2 separate regions of the Pan troglodytes genome follow, and region 2 is linked to region 1. Evidence: chromatin contacts called from public Hi-C data. All regions are on one chromosome and are shown on one strand. Each heading gives the region's core, a stretch centred on a gene start, on an enhancer-like site or on the middle of the called end of the contact. The rest is flanking DNA. Distances are from core to core; before and after follow the strand shown. Region 1 has its middle 30 kb from the start of CDKN3. Region 2 holds the start of SAMD4A (sterile alpha motif domain containing 4A).

Region 1 (2,817 bases), core at 69-2,568:
GGCAAATTGAACTACCCAATCTCATCTCATTACCAAAACCAACAAGATGAGATGGGGAAAAGATGCCAGTTACACTCTCCTGTGAGAGTTGTCTGATTCAAGACCTGTCTGGGCTTGGAGCAGTTGGGTAGGTGAATAGCCCAGCTTCCGAAGCTGGCTGAACTTTCCCCTAAAATTAAGTTGGGAATCATGTTGGTTCCAAGCTGATTATCCCAGCATCCTTGACATACAGCCTTAGTTCCTCAAGTTCAGAAATCTGACTTCCCCAAAGATTAACCCAGCCCCAGTCAACTGATTGATACCAAACTCAGCAGGAAATCCTCTGAGTTCAGAAGTCAGTTCTTCCATTTTCAAGTGGCAATTTCATTCTACCTGCCACAGATGAGGGAATTATCATTCAGGTTAAGTATCTCGGTGATTTATCCAAGGACACGTGGCTAATTGCTGAAATAGGACTTGAATCCGGTCTTTTGAGTTCAGAGCCCTTTTCCTTTCTGCTAGAGCACCTTGCCTTCCTGGTGGAAACCCCACATGCAAGTACGAGAGATTACAGCATGGCTTCCAAGAAGAGCAAACTGCACTTTGGGGAAGGGGGAGAGACAACGGGGTAAGGCAGGCCATGTGAAGAGAGATGCAGTGGATGGCAGATCCTGTGTCACTGAGGTCAGGAGCCAGAGTCCAGGTCCAAGGCAGGCCAAGGATTGGAGGAAATAGCAAGAGACTCTTAGGGCCCATTAGGAACTAGGAAACAAATGAAACAGAAACTGTCTCAGGAATACAGCCAAAGCCAGGTTAGGAAAACTGGGCACGAGGGTATGGGGAGGACCCACCACCACAATGATTTAACCTCTGGCTGGGTTTCAGAGCATCCTACCCCAGCTCCTTCAATCCCCCCTTGTGATATCTTGTGATCTCTTTCAACCACAGGAGAAAGGAAGAAATAGTCTTCGGCCAGAGCAGAGCAGAGCCTCTAGATGGAGCCAAGTAGCTGCCAGCTAGGGGCTGAGAGGCAAGGCAAGACCCACAGGCTAGGAGATTACTGCAATGCTCACTCCAGCCATCCGAGGTCAAAATTCTTCTCTACATAGTGTATTTCTTGACTATTTTAAAACGTGTTGTTGATTGTTTTACTTCTATAACATTTTCCTAAAGATGGCTTGAGAGAGGGTGACCCTGTATAATTAACCATTCAAAGCAGGAGGCTTGCAAGAGTGAAAGGGAGAGCTGTTAATAATTATGCCAGTACGACAGTCACAAACCAGGACTAACCTATGCCGATGAGGACACACGGTCAGCCTCAGCTTGAGACCAAGCTCTCAGGACTCACCCAGGCCTGAGCACAGCTAGCAGAGGGTGAGATAATCTTGCTAGGATTGTTTACAGGAGAGGCCAGAGGACTCCTGGGAAGTAACTCACCCTAAGGGAAGAGAAAGTCAAAGCACACAAATTGAGTTCAGTGACATCAAGACAGGGCCAGAGGGGAGGGACGAGTCTTGGTGCCTCCCAGTGGTGGTCAGCCCCAGCGCCCTCTGATCCAGGTGCCATGGATCTTAAAAGCAGATGAAACTAAAAAGAGCTGTTTTGTTAAAATTTCCGCAGGACCTTGAAGTTGCAAGGATTAGCAAAATCCTGTGCCAGCAATATCAGCAGCAACAGAGAAGGTGCAGCTGGCATTGCAGTAGAGTGGGACATTGGTGGGCTTGGGCAGTGATCTGAGACTTTACCCCAGCAAAGGAGAGCCAGAAGATGGTCGGTGCCTTGCTCTTATATCTTAGAGGATACAGAGGCCATCCTGGAGGACTCACTGAACTATTATGAGGAGTAGAGAGACTGCAGTTTCACACAGTGAAGAGAGGAAGAACCAGAGAAATAATATTTTGTAAAGGATAATAACTGTGACTTTAATTTCATTCCCAATCTGTGATGTTTGGAAAACTCAGGTAATATTTCTTTCATCAGAGTGTGAGGTACTCACTGATGTTATGTCTAAATTAGAGAACCTTCTTAATTTGGAGCCACTCAGTTTATATTAGTATGGTCTAGAGTAGGCACATACTCCCAAAATATATACATTGCAATTATATGTGCATTTATAAAATAATGCAGCAAAATATTTACACATGGTTAATTAACATGTAATATAGAAACATTTTCTAAAAGGTCCTAAAAATTATGGGCTTTTGCTATCTCTTAAAGAATGTTATCTACTGATTCTAATATTCAACTGGTTAGTCTTTCAACCATTTGAAATTAAATGCTGCTTTGAAATAGCTCACTCACTAAATAGCTAAAGTGATAACACAGACACTACACAGGCAAAGATGTTGAGCTAGAATTATAACACAGTGCTAGTGGGAATGTGAATTCATATAAGCTCTTTGGAAAACTGTTTGGCAGTATCGACTAAAAGATGAACATACGCACTTCCACTCCTGTTATATACCCAACAGCAATGTATACAACATGTTTACCAAAAGACATAGAAAAGAATGTTTATAGCAGCACTTCATAATAGCCCCAAACTGGAAATGACCCAACAGTAGATTGGATGAATAACTTATGATATATTCATACAATGGAATACTGCCATGAGAACAAATAAGTACAACCACACACAATAACATGAATGAATCTCACAAACATAAAGTCAAGCAAAAGAAGCCAGACACAAAAGATTCCATTTAGATAGAATTCGCAAACAAGCGAAATTAAGCCATGGCATCAGGAGAGAAAAGATGTTACCCTGGGAAGGGGCTAGTGGATGGGGACACAAAGGAGGCTCTGGGTGCTGGGAATGTTCCATTTCTTGATCTGGGT
Region 2 (2,965 bases), core at 428-2,927, 200 kb after region 1:
AAACACTGACTCCAGGTTTCCTGTTTTCTAAATAGGGCAAAATATTCATTAAATTAAGCGGATACCTTACCTGTCTGGTTAATAATTAACTTTTAAAAAATCCACATTTTTGCAGCTCGACCTCAACAAGACCTTTCAAAAACCCTAACAGATGGTTAGGTGCTATCACGTGTCTGAAACGAACTATACGCTGCAGAAACTAAATTTGAGGAGGAAGGGAAGAAAGCATTGAAATTCCAGGGACATATGCTGGAGTTGGAAAACAAAAGTGTTAATTAGTGGAATAATATCTCAGATACTTTCTCTTCAAAACAGTGGATTAGCAGGAGTAGGAAAGGCTGGGTCTGAAACACGCGTTTCACTGCCTTCTCAGAATTACTCCCGTATAAACAAAGCCTCAAGTTGCTGGAGGGAGCAGTGTTTCCTCTGAAATCACGGAGATAGCCCAGATTTAGTCATCCAGTCCTCCTTGCGAATATTCAACCCATATCAGGAGGTACAGAGGTTTTTAGGGTTTAGGGTATTTTTAACCAAACCTTTACTTTCAAGACTAGCAGAGGCACTTTCGCAGCCCACCCTGCGCCACTCAGCCTCTGCGCTGCGCCCTCCTCGCCTCTCGCGCGGCAAGGACCTGAAGCCCCCGTGTGGCCGCGGCCCTGCGCACTCTCCAGATCCAGGTGAAGGTTGCGAGGCCTGGCGACGCCTGAGCGCCGACAGGTGGCCTCGCCCCGCCTCTTTGTCGCCCAGGGCGGCGCTCGCCTCCGCTCCAGGCCAGAAGCCGCAGCCCGCGCGCCAGGCACAGCTCCCCCGACCGGTCTCAGGAGTTCGGCCACTTCCCCGGGGAAGAGCGGGACTCAGCCAGGCGCCGGGCCGGCCTCTAGGAGCCTGCGCCAGAGCAAAGGGCATCCGGCACCCGACCCGGGCCAGGCCCTTGGACTAGAGCGGCACGGAGCGTAGCGCCTGGGCACGTCCAACCCTGTGCACTGCCCCTCAGCCTCGTGAGCCCTTCGCCTCCACGACCCCCGGAACCCATCCCAGCAAGTGCGGCAGTGACCTCGGGTCTCACCGCCCGGGGGCCAAACAGCTCGGCCACCCCGGGGCCCCAGAAGGGCCGAGGGTCAGCCGAGCGGACGAACCACATTCCCAAGGACAAGCAGCGGGTGGCAGCACCGCCCCCGCCCGAGCGCCCTCGGGTCCCTTTCTGCCGGGGCTCCAGTGGCTTGAGTGTCCCGGCCCCTCCAGAACACGCAGGCGGCCGCAGGAAGAAATTCACCCGGACCCGTCCTTTTCCCCGAACTTCTTCGTTCCTCTCGGAGGTTCCTTCTACCCGACCCCTCTGCGCCACCAGCTCCTCCCACTCCGCTCCCCTCCCCTTTTTCTGGTCCCCACTTAGGAATCCGTCCCCCCGCCCTGCTCCGGGTCCGGGGTTCCTCCCCCCCAGTTCCCCCCGCGTGCCGTCGCCGCCGCCCGGGTTCCTCTCCCCCCGCTCGGGCGCTCCCTGCCAAGCCCATGATGTAATGGTGTATGTTAATCAGTAGCATGTGGGGAGCTCCGGCTCGGGCGGCTCAGTCCTCCGCGAGCCGACACTGGAGGCAGCAGCAGCGGCGGCTGCAGCGGCCCCGACTCGAAGCACCGCACTCTCCCCGCGCCGCCCGCCCCGACGGCATGGCCCGCGGCCGGCGCTCCGGGCGCCCCCAACCCCGCTGAGAGCCGCCGCGGCCCCGGACCCGCGCAAGGGCCCCCGAGCCGCCGGGATGAGCCGCGCCGAGGTGAGAGCTCCCTCCCTACGGCCCTCGGCGGGGGACCCGCGGGTCACTGGGGTCCCCTCCCCGGGGGCTTCCCCCTCCGTCCGAGAAGTTCTGGGAGCCGGAAGCAGCGTGTTGTTGGAAGCTAGCGGCTCCTTGAAGGCTGAGTCGCTGGGTTCTCCTCCCCGCCGGCGGCGGCCACGAGAACCGGGATGGGACTGGGGGAACCCCCGCAGCCGAACTTTCTTTGCTGTCGTTGGGGGGCGTGTGCCTGCGGCGCCGATCCGCATTCCCCGCGGGGCCGCCCCGCCGGCCGAAGGGAGCAGCGCTGCGGACCCTGGCCGTCCCCGCGCGGGGCGTGTGCCCAGCGCTGTGCCGCCCTCGGCCTGCGACGCGCGGGCGAGGCTCCGGGCTGGACAGACCCGCCCGTAGGCGGCGGCGGCGGCAGGATGCCTGCCACACACGCGCGCACACACACACGCACACGCGCGCGCACAGTGACCGCTCCGGCCGGAGCAGGCCCAGGGAGACCTCCCGGGTGGGCTGGCGCGGCGCGGCGCGGGGGAGCCGGGGCTCTGGGTTGCGCCGCCGCCCGCTGGGCGCGGAGCTTTGGGTGGAGAGAGTTTATTTTTGTCTCGAGCTGCTGCCGCGGCTGCTCACGGCCTAAATCCAGAGGGGCGCCTGGCGGTGGAGATGCTGGCTGTTGCTGTAGATGGAGCTGCAGCCGCTCGGCTGCTTCTCTGGGAGGAGGAGGAGGAGTAAGAGGAGGAGGAAGGAACTCGGGCTGCCGCTGCCTCCGCCTCTGCTTTGCATTAGCTCCCACCCCCACCCCCGCGCCCCTTCGCAGCCGCATTGCAAGTTTTCTGCGCGGGGAAGATCTGTTGCTGGTGCTGGCGTTCTTAGGCACGGCGCCCGAGGCCACCCCAGGCGGGCCGTGAGGGGAGCACCAGCCGCTGGCAGCGGCAGCAACAGGAAGCCGCGGGGTCTCCTCCCGCACCTGGGAAGCAGGCTTCTCGCTGTTATCCGGTGGGCAATAGCCCATCTCCCGCATCGGGTGCGGAGGGGGCGGCTGGATTTCGGCGAACCCAACCTTCCGCGGGACGCCCCCTCCCCTGGCCCCAGCACCCTCTGATGCCCTCGTCCCCCCAGGGCGCGCTCCTCCGCTAGCCGAGGTCTCACTGCAGCTCTTTCTCTCCTTCCAGTGGTGATCGCCGCTCGGG

The links. Hi-C and Micro-C count contacts between places; a contact is called where the count stands out from the background.
Region 2: a contact with region 1 is called in a Hi-C map of induced pluripotent stem cells, with 2.8 times the contacts expected there. The contact joins the promoter of SAMD4A here to the enhancer-like site in region 1. A contact is called at or near these places in 2 of 7 Hi-C or Micro-C datasets (induced pluripotent stem cells and stem cell-derived neural progenitor cells) and 1 of 1 datasets of contacts at active chromatin or transcription factors (stem cell-derived excitatory neurons).

Annotation. Positions count from the first base shown.
Region 1 is chr15:52,361,468-52,364,284 of NHGRI_mPanTro3-v2.0_pri, forward strand. No RefSeq gene overlaps it. Among named protein-coding and RNA genes, the nearest start is that of CDKN3, 30 kb to the right of the region's middle. Within about 2 kb of position 1,319, at least 7 of the 24 cell types and tissues checked have an H3K27ac peak or open chromatin away from gene starts, as enhancers often do. A contact at or near this core is called in induced pluripotent stem cells, where this site is marked.
Region 2 is chr15:52,559,025-52,561,989 of NHGRI_mPanTro3-v2.0_pri, forward strand. It overlaps SAMD4A (sterile alpha motif domain containing 4A), which reads left to right and starts at 1,678. Exons shown (of 13, transcript XM_063792916.1): 1 at 1,678-1,769; 2 at 2,948-2,965.